Linked DNA regions of Mus musculus: region 1 is linked to region 2. A link is a contact called in public Hi-C data. All regions are on one chromosome and are shown on one strand. The core of a region is the stretch at or near the end of the contact, and the rest is flanking DNA. Distances in the headings are between cores, read along the strand shown. Region 1 holds the start of Tcea1 (transcription elongation factor A (SII) 1). Region 2 holds the start of Sox17 (SRY (sex determining region Y)-box 17).

The links. Hi-C and Micro-C count contacts between places; a contact is called where the count stands out from the background.
Region 1: a contact with region 2 is called in a Hi-C map of nephron progenitors, with 5 times the contacts expected there. The contact joins the promoter of Tcea1 here to the promoter of Sox17 in region 2. A contact is called at or near these places in 3 of 39 promoter capture datasets (cranial neural crest and embryonic stem cells), 3 of 484 Hi-C or Micro-C datasets (LSK cells, embryonic stem cells and nephron progenitors), 5 of 115 datasets of contacts at active chromatin or transcription factors (embryonic stem cells and stem cell-derived neural progenitor cells) and 2 of 9 other capture datasets (adipose tissue and liver).

Annotation. Positions count from the first base shown.
Region 1 is chr1:4,855,565-4,862,593 of GRCm38.p6, forward strand. It overlaps Tcea1 (transcription elongation factor A (SII) 1), which reads left to right and starts at 2,130. Exons shown (of 10, transcript NM_011541.4): 1 at 2,130-2,412. The coding sequence starts at 2,350.
Region 2 is chr1:4,491,539-4,498,901 of GRCm38.p6, forward strand. Sox17 (SRY (sex determining region Y)-box 17) reads right to left here and starts at 5,816. Exons shown (of 5, transcript NM_011441.5): 1 at 4,753-5,816; 2 at 3,598-4,404; 3 at 2,234-2,325; 4 at 1,562-1,928; 5 at 1-1,130. The coding sequence starts at 1,868. The coding sequence ends at 178.

The DNA.
Region 1 (7,029 bases), core at 880-3,379, 360 kb after region 2:
TATTGTTTACAAACAAAGATGCTAGCTAGACTATTGAGCCATGGAGATCAACCTAGTACTTGGGTGGAGGCAGGAAAATAAAGTCAATCTTAATTACACAATAAGCTTGGGTGTTTTCACCCTGGGGGTGGACCTAGGTATTGTCTACCCATTCCTAAAGTTCCAAGGACAAAACAATTCACTCTGGAGAACCTATGAGTTTATAAGGCACAGTGCATAGATGATCCTAAAGCAACCACAAGGGGAAGTCTGCACCTTCCCCATCCCCGTCACCTAGATATGGGCTCCTCTGTGGATAATGCAGCCCTGTTCCTAATCGTTTCCAGCCTACAGACTAGCCCTTCCTCTGAAACCTGAGGCCATCCCCAATTAGGGCAGAACTGCAAACAACTAGTTGGAAGGGATGGCTGGATATGTGGGTGAGGTCTAGTGATCCTCCAGGCCTACCTCTATGAACTTCAACAGTCAACAAGCTCTATGATGAACTTCCCAAGCAGGCACAACTGAGCTCAGAGTAATAACAGCTCTTCCGCTCTATGTTCCTGATGATAAATGATGGAAAGCTTGGAAACTGTCAGGGGTCATAATGTACAGCACGTGTGGTTCTGTAAACACCTCGTACTTGAAATCAGTTAAACTGGATATGGTGGTGCTCGCCTGCAATCCTAGCAGGATTTTATGGATAACTTGGGCTTCATAGATAACTAAGGCAAGCATAGGCTACAAAAGACCCTGTCTAAAAACAAAAAGCTAAAATGGTAAACTTTGTTTCTCTTACAACACTTAAAACTTAACTTGAGGCTGGGGAGATGGCTAAGTGGACAGGAGTACTTGTTTTCCAAGCATGAGTGCCTGGGGTTCTGAGATGGAATTCCCAGCACCTGCAGAAAAAAGCTGGGCATAGATGTGCATTCCTGCAACCACAATGCTTGGGAGTCTAAGAGAGGCCGATTGGGGAATTTGCTGGCCAGTCAGCCTAGCTGACTTCAAACTTCTAATTCAGGGAGAGACCCTGTCTCAAGGCAGTGGAGACCAGATAGATATCTTGAACCATAAAGGGCTTTATCTTAGTATAGAGAGAATCTTAAGTGGTAAATTTTGGTTAATGGTAATTAACTTTGAAATGCTGTTATGCATAGTGTGAATTGGTAGTAAATGGTTTAACTGGACACAGACCCACTTTCTCATCTGCAAATGAGAAAATGTTGTCCCCTCTTTTTTTTTTTTTTTTTTTTTTTTTTCCGGTTTTTCGAGACAGGGTTTCTCTGTGTAGCTCTGGCTGTCCTGGAACTCACTTTGTAGACCAGACTGGCCTCGAACTCAGAAATCCGCCTGCCTCTGCCTCCCAAGTGCTGAGATCAAAGGCGTGGGGCACCACTGCCTGGTGATTGTCTCCTCTTTATTACCTCACAAGGAAATTGAAGGAAAAGGACAAAGAAAATAAATGAAAAGCATGAGTTATGGGTGAAAAATGGTACTGAACCATTTACTTTCAATAGAAACTGATTAGTCAAAGTGGAATTCACTGTTACCCTGGGGAGCTATACTTTATTTGATCTTAAGTTTAAAGTGTGAAAATGCACATTAGTTATATGCCACGGCCTTCTATCATGCTTGGTGACAAATGTTTAATTTGACACGACATGTGTTTTAGTTAACTTTTTTCATTGGAAAGAAGATATTTTGAGTCTTAAAAGTCTGTAATGTTCATTGGCTCCTGATTTATTAACTTTCAACACATGGAACAAAGTAAAAACAATCCCAGACACTATACATGTCATTTTTTTACCGTGGCTTTTTTTAAGTCACAATTCTCAAGGCCGTCGTCTTTTTAGTCGGTTTTCATCAGCAGGCTAGATGGTTTGAATATCTGAGTCCAAGAGTGAGCCTCAGTGCTCATGCGCTTTAAGCCCTCGGCAATGCCTGTCCTGCGTCCCAGAGAACGCTCTGCCGGAGGGGTTTCGATGGAACTCGTAGCAACCTACCGCCTACTGCCTGATCCCTCTGGCGTGAAAGCCGGACTCCGTCCAACTCCAGCTCGCCAGCAACGCGAGTCCGGATAGGGCCGGAAGTTCCAGACTGCTGGGGGCGGGAATAGATTAAAAGAACAGCGCACGCCTGAGCGAGCCACTTCTACTTTCCAGTCTCCTGCGATCGATTCGTAGTGCCTGTGTGGCGCGCGCGGTGCTTGACTGGCACGGCCTAGGGGGCGGAGCGCTTATCCCTGCCGCCGCGGGCCGGGTCTGTGAGGAAGGCCTAGGCCAGCGGCTTCGCGGCTTGTCCAACGTCCGCGCAGCTTCTCTCGCTTCCCGTCCGCTGTGGCCGGGCGAGGGGAGGCCTTCCGGAGCCATGGAGGACGAGGTGGTTCGCATTGCCAAGAAGATGGACAAAATGGTGCAGAAAAAGAATGCGGTAAGCGGGCGGGCCCGGGGCAGGCCGCGGCCGAGTCCGCGACACCGGCCCACGCGGAGTCAGTCAGGGCCGGGCCGGGCCGGGCCGCGCCGCGCGCCCTCCGGGCTTTCAGGTCCGTGCTGCCCACGGCCGCAGTGAGCCCAGGACTGAAGCCCTCGACGCTGGGCTGAGAGAATGTACGGTGGCCGCCGCCGGTTACCCCAGAGCGGCTTCGCTGGGTGCCGCGGTCAGTTGCAGACGGGCCGTAAAGTGTGTTTATCCCAGCTCTGCCTTACACCCACTTGGTAATCACAAACAGAAAATACGCCGCCCCTTGGCAAGTCGGCCTGCGTGCGATGTGCCGGGCAGCCGGCTGCTGCTGCTCCGCGGGTATGGTGCTGAGGCTGCAGCGGGACGGATGACATCCTCTGTTCCTTGATTGGTCTGTGTGGATGTGTCCCTCGGTGTGTACCACTTTCCATCCCTTTGCTTCCACACTTGACCTCTCCAGCCAGCTTCACTTGAATCTCTTCTTCCAGACGCAGCAGGTTTGCATTATCAAAACACCAGAGACTTTTGCCATTTGTGAAGTAAAAGCCGTGCAGAGATGCTAAACGTTTGTGCAGTGAGTGCTTTAGAGTTACGCGCCTCTGCAGAATTCTTTTTATGAGTCAAGAAACTGAGTCAGAGCTAAAGTGCTGTCGCTTAAATACTGTGTAGTTTTGCTTGAGCTAGGAGCTCGCTGACTTTCCACTCGCTGCCAGCTTAGGATTTAGTGTTAATACCAAATAATGTAAGACTTTCAGACGCCCCCGGTTCCTCTTTCTTAAACAGGTGTGTTGACCCGCATTTAATTTCATGCCCCGTTAATCCGTATGTACGATTTTGGTCCTTTCAAATATTTCCTGTTTGTTTTCTGTTCCAGATATTAGCCTGTGTTGTTTTTCTTTCTTACTGATTGAGCTATTTCATTACTTGATGCAGGTGATGAGTTCTGGTTATATGATAGGTTAAACATTTTTTTTTTTTTTAAATTGGGAAACCTCTCTCTGGCTGAAGGTTCCCAGATTGCCACAGAGGAAACTCGCAAGAAGAAAAAAGTCATTAACTTCGTAACTTATTTTCCCAAATACATCAAGACAGACTTCAAGTCATTCTCAAATCTGATTTCTGGTAGTGCAAAACCATAACTAAGATGAAAATTTGTCTTGAAAAAGAAGACAAAGCTGTTTTTTTTTTTAATTGCTTTTTCTTTCATTTTCCAGTCCTGAAATTCAAACAGGCTGATGAAATGCAAAGAAAGATCAAAATGATACTCAATAAATTCTTGGGCCAGGCATTGGTGCTGCACGCCTTTAATCCCAGCATTTGGGAGGCAGAGGTAGGCGGATTTCTGAGTTCGAGGCCAGCCTGGTCTACAGAGTGAGTTCCAGGACAGCCAGGACTATACAGAGTCTCAAAAAAAAAAAAAAAAAAAAAAAAAAAAAAACCGCCCAACCAAACAAACAAAAAAATCTAAAATTTAAAAACCTGTGTGTGGGTGTGTGTGTGTACACAACTAGGTCAGAGGACAACTTGAGGATTTCTTTGTGTTGCCCTTGCTCTCCTGGAACTTGCTCTGTATATTAGGCTAGCCTCAAACTCAAATCCTTCTTCCTCTGCTTCCTGAGTGCTGGCATTATTGGCCTAGCACTGAACTCACTTGTTAAGCCTTTACCTATTGAACCATTTCTTGGACTCCCCTCCTCCCCCAAACACTCTCTCTCTCTCTCTTTTTGAGACTGCATGTCATAATGTCCTGCTTAACTAGGACCTTACTCTGTAGACCAGGCTGGCCTTAAACTCCCAGAGATCTGGCTCCTGAGTGCTGAGATTAAAGTCTTCAGGCCACTGCCATGCCCACCCCCAATCCCTATTTTTTCTTTTTTTTGTTTTTGTTTTAAATATGGCATCTTGCTATGTAGCCCAGTCTGACCTGGAACTCTTGTGATTCTCCTTACGTATCTTTATAAATGTGATGAACTGTGACAGCAGCTATTTTTAAGTTACTTCAGACCATAAAAATGGAAACTGCTTGAAGCATGGTAGTTGTCACTATTTTTTTTTTAATATATAATTGCATTTTAATAAAATTGTAGAGTAGGTATCAATTAAAACCAGCTACCATTTTTGAACTAGTACTCCAAGCTATGTTTTTTTCTTTTTGTTTTTTTGAGACAGGGTTTCTCTGTGTAGCCCTGGCTGTCCTGGAACTCACTCTGTAGACCAGGCTGGCCTCGAACTCAGAAATCCACCTGCCTCTGCCTCCCAAGTAGGCATGTGCCACCACTGCCCAGCTGTAGTTACCAATCTTAACCTCATTCATTATTCAGATAATTTTGCTGGGTTAGTAGTCCCATCCTGACTAGTTAAGAGCTCTTGAATCTTATATATTTCTTTACATATCTTGAGTAGATGGCTGGAACTCTAGGCACAGCCACCATGCTCAGCTTACTATATCCATTTTAAAGTTCAATCTGTACCTTGTTAGATTTCATTCTTTTCTATTGCAGAATAGTACTTCATTATACCGATGCATATATCACATTTTGTTTCACCCTCACTTGTTGTACGTCTGTGCTGCTCCCACTTTGGGCTATAAAACTAATGGTAATAATCTTATATCTGTGTTAACATGTTTTCATTTCTGTTAGGTATATACCTAGGAGTAGAAGTACTGAGCTGTGTAGTGTCTATGTGTAACTTTTAGTTTTAATCCTGGGGCTGGACTCTTCAGCAAACACTGTACCTACACCCTAAACTTAACCATTTGAGAAACTGTTCAAAAATAATCCAATTCTTTTTTTTTTTTCTTCCCACGAAATGGCTCATACCATTTCACATTGCCATCAGGATGTTTGATTGTTTCTAACTCTCCATATTGTTTTAATATTTGTTGATATTTGTCCATTAAATTACATCTTGTAATGAAATGTTATGGGCATCTTTTCTGTATTTACTGGAAATGTGTCTGTTTTGGAGGAACATCTATATGGTGCCTTTATCTCCCCCTTTCCCCTCAGCTGTCTCCTGTGTCAGGTGTTTTCTGTGTTATAATACTTCACTGTGTACCTGACCTTTTTATCTACTTCCTAGCTATGTTACTCTCTTCATTATGTGAGAAGCTTGAAAAGGACAACTTTTTAAATTAGGAAACAAGAGTATGGCTTTAAATCTGGGTCTGGGATAAATATAGCACATGTTTCTACTTGTAAGTCCCTGTACCTCTTTTTGTATGTGGAGAAGGTTGTTTGTAGGCTATAATTTTATATAGACTAGGTTTCCTGCAATTTTGAATACTTTTTTTGTAAAAGCACTTCTGCTAGCACTCCTAAAATATAATCAAATACTAATGTTGTAGTTAATTTTGCAGTCAGTACTGTGAACTAAAGGTGACTTTAGAAGTTATAGTCAATTCTTTCTTTCTCTTGCATCATCTATAGAAGATGCTGTAATGGACTTGATGCTAGGAGGTAGATAAATGGGAAGGGATGAAATGCAGCTTCTTGTTTGGTAGTGAGTTCAGAAAGCACAACTGTCATTGGTAGGCCAGAGGAATGGAAAACACAGTTGTTCTAGGTCACAAACAGTAAAGGTTTTGTTTGTTTTAATTCCTGAGGCATTCCCCTCAGTATACAGCTTGGTAGTTGCGTACTAGATTAGCATGTGTAAGGCTCTGGGTTCAATTTCCAACATCAAAATAAAATTCTCTGAAGTCCAAAAAGATTGCTGGTTTGTTTACTGATATGTACTCACGAAGAATGGAGCTTATTATATCACATTAAGAATATTTGTTGAGCCGGGCATGGTGGTGCACACCTTTAATCGGGAGGCAGAGGCAGGTGGATCTCTGAGTTCGAGGCCAGCCTGGTCTACAAAGTGAGTTCCAGGACAGCCAGGGCTACACAGAGAAACCCTGTCTCGAAAAACCAAAAAAAAAAAAAAAAAAAGAGTATTTGTTGAAGAGGCTAGAGAGATGGCTCAATTGTTAAAAGCACTTGCTGCTCTTGCAGAGAGCCTGTGCCCACATTGGGGGTTTATAGACAACTCTAACTCCAGTTCCAGAGAATCAATGCTCTCTTCTGGCCTCTTCAGGCAAAATACACACACACACACACACCACACATAAATATGCATTGCAGGCAACACACACACACACCACATAAATATGTACACTCATACACATAAAACATAAACTTTAAAGTATTTAGTACAATACCTGGTACATAGTAGCTCTCAAAGGTAAGTTGTCACTGAATTAGTGTATATCCATATGGTTTTTGCTAATTTCATTCAGTTCATAGTTTATTTTGTAATAAACCTTGAGTGAGATACTCAGCCGTTTGGACCACATGGTAGTTGTCAAGAACATAGTTGCTGCATCCCATTGGTCATTTACTCTCTCACCAGAGATCTGAGTAGAAACAAAGTCAAATTAAGGTAAATCTTTTTACCTTTACTTGGAAAGTGACTTAAATTGTGTATTGTATTACTGATGTGTTTTTTAAAAATCAGTTTTATATGTGAAAGATAGCATGTGCACCTTAGTAACAAAGCTGCTTTTGCCGGGCGTGGTGGCGCATGCCTTTAATCCCAGCA
Region 2 (7,363 bases), core at 4,566-7,065:
ATTTAAAACAAAAATCTCGTGTAGCCCCTCAACTGTTCAAGTGGCAGACAAAATAAATTACCATAAATTATATGCCAAGGCAACTTAAAAACAAAACAGCTTGACGCTAAGGATTTCCTTAGCGCTTCCAGGAAGTGTGTAACACTGCTTCTGGCCCTCAGGTCGGGTCGGCAACCGTCAAATGTCGGGGTAGTTGCAATAGTAGACCGCTGAGCTAGCGTCGGACACCACGGAGGAAATGGCTCCGTGGCTGTCTGAGAGGTTCACTCCGCAGTCGTGTCCCTGGTAGGGAAGACCCATCTCGGGCTTATACACAAAGGGCAGATACTGTTCGAATTCCGTGCGGTCCACCTCCCCTAGGAGCTCAGTGGGCTGGTTGGATTCCGTGCCATCCCGGCAGGGCAGAGCCTCGGGAGGGGGCGAAGGTTGCCCGGGGCCGTGCGCTGGGTGCTGCTGCTGCGGTGGCGGCGGCGGTGCCTGCGGTTGCAGCGGCTGCTGGGGTTGCGCGTGGAAACCGCGCCCCGCACTTGCGGCGGGCGAGCCCATCGCGCCGTAGTACAGGTGCAGAGCGCTGGGGGGCGCCAGGATCCCCGGCATCGCAGGGCCCGAGGGGTCCGGCCCCACTCGCATGGGGCCAGCGGGCGGCTCTACGGACACTGCATAGTCCGAGACTGGAGCGTAAGTGTAGGTGCCGGCCGCCGGGCAGTCCCCTGGCAGCGGGGCTGCAAAGAAAGCCGGGTCCTGCTCCACGCCATCCAGCGGGGATGTGTCCGGAGTGGGCAGAGGGTAGCCGTCGAGCGCGGGAGCGCCCAGTCCCTGGCAGTCCCGATAGTGGGGGCCCATGTGCGGAGACATCAGCGGAGGACCGGCCGGATAGCCCGGCTCCGGGAAAGGCAGACCCAGGCCATCCATGGCCACGCGGCCGCCCTCGGGACCAAGCGCGCCGGCCTGGGGCTCGACGAGAGCGTGCAGGAAGCCTCCCTCCACCCGCTTCATGCGCTTCACCTGCTTGCGCCGCCGCGGCCGGTACTTGTAGTTGGGGTGGTCCTGCATATGCTGCACGCGCAGCCGCTCGGCCTCTTCCACGAAGGGCCGCTTCTCTGCCAAGGTCAACGCCTTCCAAGACTTGCCTGCAGGGAAAGGTGGAGAGGCGCGCAGGGTTACCCGAGTGAGCTCCGGCACCCTGACCCCTCTCTGGTGCAACCTCTCACTGAGCGAGCAGGTGAGAAGCCCGGTCCTATTCGGATGAAAGTGTTAGATCGCGTCCTTACAGGACGCCTAGAAGGGGCTTCCTCCCTTACCTTTCTCCCCTTAACTCGAAAAACTGCCAAAGTCCCCTGATCTGGGAAGGGGTCGAGCCAGGGCTGTGCGGGTTACCTCTCTGAAATACTGAGAAACCCTTACATTCGCTCCTATGGCCCAAAGACCAAAGTGTTACTTTGGCGAGAGAGGGAGCTGGAAGAAGGGATTGAGTCTACAGCACACCTCTTGGCTCAAGGAAGTGGCTCAAGGAGATTCTCTGGAGTGCGCCGGTGCCCTGTATCCCCCTGGTCCGACTCACCTAGCATCTTGCTTAGCTCTGCGTTGTGCAGATCTGGGTTCTGCTGTGCCAACCGCTTGCGTTCGTCTTTGGCCCACACCATAAAGGCGTTCATCGGCCGCCGGATGCGAGACTCCGCTTTGGCTCGGCCCGACGTCCCGGCTGGCGCCCCGCTACTCGCCACCACCTCGCCTTTCACCTTTACATCCCCGAGGGGGCTCAGGGACTCGGCCCAGGGACAGGGGCCCAACCCTGCCATCACCGCGGGCTGCGCGCTCCGGGGCTGGCTCTGGTCGTCACTGGCGTATCCCGCATCCGGGCTGCTCATGGCTCTCCAGACCGACCCCGAGCTCTGCTATGGCCACGGGACACGCCGCTTCCCCCGACCCTGAGGCAGGGATCGGAAGCTAGCCTGGAGATGCCCAGAGGAACTCGTAAAGCTGAGCGGGTGCTACCCTCCCGCTGCTCTCCTGGTAGACCTAACCCTTCGCCTAATCCGCGCTGGAGATCTACCCAGTGACACTGCGGGTGTCCCCCCGGGCCGCGGGGCCCTTTTCTTTATGGACGCGGCCAATGGCGAGGCGGGGGCGGACCGGACCCTAGTCCTTAGGCCCCCGCCCAGCCAGTGGTCCGAGTCCCAAGTCCCACACCCGCCCCTTTCCCCTCCCCCGGCAGTGTTCTGGCTACACCTGCCTTGGGGAAAACTGGCTGGAGCCGGGCGCTGGCGCCAAGACCTCTTGGGGAAATAGGAAGGCTGAAATTCAGATGTCTGGAGGTGCTGCTCACTGTAACGGAAGATTGAAGAACAAGTCCAAGGTTGTTCACATCAACATACTAGGTATAGGTATTTATTCCATTCTTTTAAAAAAATATTACCGAAGGTAATTAACTTAGCATGATTTTTCAGAGAAAAAAAATCCTGTTCTTCTCCCAAGAACTCATCCATCATGCTTATATTATAATAAAAATATCCAAGGTAAATAGCAAGTTGTAATAAAACAAAGTTTAACATAAAATGCTATATCACTAATATATCACTGCTCAATAAGAGCTCAAGTCAACCCTGAGGAATTTCAGTGTGAAACATAAAAATATAAAACAAAAGCTCCTTTTGTGTGTTCGGCAAAAGAGGCAAGATCTGGTTTTATTTCTAAAGACTTGCAAGGCCATGATTCCATCGCAAACACCACGAGATTAAAATGTAAAATAAAGTGCAAAGACAGCAGCACTGTGCTGTTCCTCGGAGGAAAAGGATCAGTCCATTTAAGCAGCAAATCCGTAGCGTGTAAGACTGTTAGCCTGACAGACGGTTACAACGTTTTCTTAAGACTGGAATGAAAAGCTGACCACCCTTAAATTTATTTTAAACCTGAAAGTACTTTCCCACGGGCTTCAAAACATGCCTTCCTACAATGCTTATCCCAGCAACCACTCAGCACCCTCCAAATATTAGCAAACTCATTTAGTTCTAGACGTAGTCTTTTTCAAGGGCAGCATTATAGATTCTAGGAGAGGAAAGGGAGACTCATCACCTGTTAAGGCAGACACTGGGAGAGTGTTACACACACTTAGCAGCCCTCCTTCAGACAAGGAGCTCCAAAAGCTCTGTGTTACATTTGAGTTTGTTTGCATGTTTGTGTTGTTCTCTACCAGATCCAACGGTCATCCTTGCGTAGTTTTAAGGTAGGAAAACTCAAAGGAATGGTGATCGAGCTCAGTTTGAATGTTCATCTAGTACAATTCCGAAAGACAGTCTATGAGATGCCTAGTGCCTGTAATTCTATAATTCCAGCACTTGAGATGTGGGGGGCAGAAAAATACGTTCATGATTGTCCTTAGCTACATATGGAATTAGAGGCCAGCCTGGGCTACATGCAACCCTGTCTTGAAGGAGAGGAAGAAAGGAAGAAAGGAAGGAAGGGAGGGAGGGAGAGAGGGAGGAAGGAAGGAAGGAAGGAAGGAAGGAAGGAAGGAAGGAAGGAAGGAAGGACTCAACATGTCAGTTTCCAAAACAGACTTTCTTTACTGTGAATAGCTGATTGAAAAGTATTACTTACTTGTATCCATGAGGTGACATGCTGAGGTTTTCCTGTATTATTTCAGAGACCAAATCTGGCTTACTGGAGGTTCCAAAAAAGCACAGAGATTTTGATAGCTTCTGGTCTGCAGTTTCTGGAGCTACTTTGTCTCCAAAGAACTCATACAGAAGCCAGCTTTTCTCTAATTTGTTATGTTATAAAGCAGTGGTGACCCTCCCTCCCATTTAAAGCTGGAGGTTGTGTGTAGAGATCAGTGATAGTAGTTAAAACTCCAGGTCTGTAAGATTCATACAAAGGGGGTAAAATTAAATCTGCTTTAAGAAATAAAAAAAATGATATTTTAAATTGGTAATTTAAAAGCAATTGGTCTTAAATCTAACTGATAATGTGCTTTTCCTCAAAGCTTTTTATTTTTTTCTGAAAAACATTAGCTTGAAAGTAAAACAAAAAAAATGCATTTCAGATGTTTAATCAAGGAAACTCTAAGGGTAGAAATAGCAATTTTACAAATCGATTCTCTAGCCAGGTGCTCTTTAAGAAAAAAAAAATTCTATCTCTTCTGTTGTTAGTTTTGAGACAGTCTCCCCATGTAGCTCTCCTGCCTCTCAGAAGCAGGGACGCAGTCCCTCACCTCCACAGTGACTCTTCTCTTTTGTATCTAGTAATGGGCATCTTTTCAAAGATCTCAGGGCCTAATTTTCTCTTTCCGTGTTTTTTTTTTTTTTAAATAAACTACGGGTTTTGTTTGAAATGACGATTGAAAACAGTAGCGGGTCCAGAATGCATTTTCTCTGTCTTCCCTGTCTTGGTTGATTTCTCTAAAAACTAAGAGACAACAGAAATATAATTCAGGTGTAGGTCTAGAAAATGTATTTACACCATTTTACCTGGGTACCTAGTTCTGTTCGAGCTCCATAAAAGGAACTGAGAAAGTGGTTAGAAAGAAAGCCCGGGGATGGGGAGGCAGCGTTATTTACAAGCATCCCTGAAGATTAACAACTGATCTTTCTGAGGGAAAGCACAAACACAGTAGGAGTCCAAGCGACCACTTTTGGGCTCTTCCCCGTTCCTTAAAACAGCCTCCCCTGGAGTCCCTAGATAGCACTTTACTTAACAAATCTACCAGGAAATGTGGCGCTTTCCCAAGACTAGTCCCCCTTCCCGTCCTCTTACCTAGATCTAACTTCTGCTGACCATTCTCTTGATAGATACTTTGGGAGGAGTGTTGGGGCCAACCGCACTTCAGACCCGCCAGCAGTGTGAGTGGGCCATATTTCAGTTTCTTCACTAAATGGGTGTTGGAAGCCGAGCTCACGACGTTATCAAAGCCAGCCACAAATGCCACAAGTAAAGAAGCAAACATCCGGAGCGGCTTCCTGCAAGCCTTGCTTCCCTCAACACTAGAGATTTACTGGGGTGGGGGTGGGTATCTGGACTAGAAGCCTGGCACGCCTGTCTGCTGTAGTCCGCAGCGGTATCACACTCAAACAGTGCAGGATTTCTAGGTGGCTACTGCCTAAGCCACATCCCCAAAGCAGACCTGAGGCTCGAAAGGCTGGGGCAAGGAAGCGTCTAATGTAACTAGAAGCTGTGCCCGTAACCATTTGGGGCCTGTAGCAAGCGGGTTGGTGATCAACTGGGACTCCGAAGTGGGAGAGTCTAAGCCACTCTTCTACAGCGAGCCTCAGAGTGAGTGGTTGATTTCTCGAAGGTTTTATGGTTTTGGTGTTCTGATGGCCAAGGCCTGTTAAAGGACATTCAAGTCCAATTGCACAGGATCCGTGGGCACTCAAGCAGATCCGTGGTCTGTGGAGAGCAAGTTCATGAGGGCGGAAAAGGGAGCGTGGGCTGTCATCACGGAGACAGCCCCCGGCGGACTCTAAGATAACAGAGACAATAGTACCACTGGACGGTCTAAAATACGTGCCTCAGAGTCTGCCTCTGAGAACACCGAGCGTCGTGCCCCGGGCTCCGCACCTCCCAGGTAGGGCCACGCAGAGCGATGCGGTCGATTGGCACCTTTCACCCGGGCACCAAAAGGCGCAGTCTCTTCTCCCCTTTATACCTTTCGCGCTCTTTCCAGTCCCTGGTCAGTCCCCAGTGGGTCGGAGGTGGAGATGGAAATTCGGGAACTTGAGAGGAAAGAGTGGCAAGAAAGACAGTGATCACCGGCCCCCACGGTGGCCCAGAACATTCAGGCCAGACCCTGCAATCTTCGCTTTGCTAGCCTCTCCCGTGAGAGCTGAGAACGTCTGACCCCAAGATTAACTTCGGGGGCTCATTCCGCACACCGTTGGGAGCGTGCATCCTGGGTGGGCGGGGTCTCACGTAACTGTCCGAATCTCTGTCTAATCGTGCCCCGAAACCCCACCCTAGCAGCTGGCGACTCGGAGACCACGTCCTCCTTCCCGCTCGGCCCTAGCTGAGTTTTTCCGCGGCGAAGCAGGAAGTAAACTGCTCCCGCTCCACTTCCCAGCTCAGTAACCGGTCGGGAATGTTTCTTAGAACCCATACCCCATCTGTGTTCCCCAGACGAAGTAAGGACTCCTCTTTATTCCTGCTCCATGGAACCTCAGGTTCTCTTGGGACGGTAGTCTGAGAGCTAGGAATGAAGCCTTGCTCACATTTCTTTGTCCTCTTCCTTGAAATTTAAAGACAATTCAAATATGGCTTGGGTTTTTATAAAGGTGATGGCTGCTGTAGCCTAGTAGTACCACACCCTAGGGAAGACGGGCTTCCTTGGAGAAAGGCAATCCTCGCCTTGCAGTCTGGCCTGTCACTGTGAGCAGAGCACTTGCACTCTCTCCAGAGAGCAAACTGGGTAGGACTGCTTCCCAGGATGCCCAGTGTGGCATCCTTAGTCTTCTTCTCTGATTTATTAATATCCAGCTCAGTCTATGATCCTGTAATACTCCGTTCCTGGACTGTGAAAGTGATGATGACTACACAGTGGGTCAAGCACATTGAGTTGTTTCGTTGAGTTTGCTTTGGTTTTGTAGCAGAGGCAATAGGTGCCTTTCCATCCAGAAAACTCTGCTCCCAAGATCCCCTATCAGGATTAACTGCATGGCGCCAGATTGTTGGTTAGGGCAAGGTATGTGCTCTGTGATCATGGAAATGATCAAAGTTAAATAGGACTTGCCACTCCTGACAGCACTCATTACCTCCTGTATGCGCTTCAAGCATAACAGATTTCTAACCTGAACCTAATTTAGCTTCCAAAGCTTAAAAACAAGAGGGAAGAGTTAGGAAGCCTTCCGGGGTTTCAGCTGGGTTACTTGAATGTTGTACTCTACCCATTTGGTGAACATGCCAACAAGTTCATAGCAACACAGGGTCTTCCGTTCACTACACCTTTCAATCCTGGATCACAGGGCTTTCCAGCCTTGACTACATACTTACGAATAATAGAATGTCCAGATTAATCCTTGGGTCTTCTTACTCCTAAGTGGAAACAGTAAGGACCATCTCCATAGACCTTAAAGGCTCATATGTCTGGGTCACAGGACTTCTGGAGAGTAATATTCTCTCCACGTCTCCTTCAATAATTCAAATTGCATCTGAAATCACAACATTACTGGGTGTTTAAATCCCACGGCTATCTTAATGCTTTTATCGAAGAAAGCCAGGCTGAAGATGCACATACATAATTTTACAAGTAGCTATATGATGCAAAAGTAAATGTCTGTCTTTAGGGCATTTGGAAAGTTATCTTTGAAATTAATTTCTTCATAAGCATGGTAATGTTTACAATGCAGTTTCCCTACCTCATCTGACCCTCACA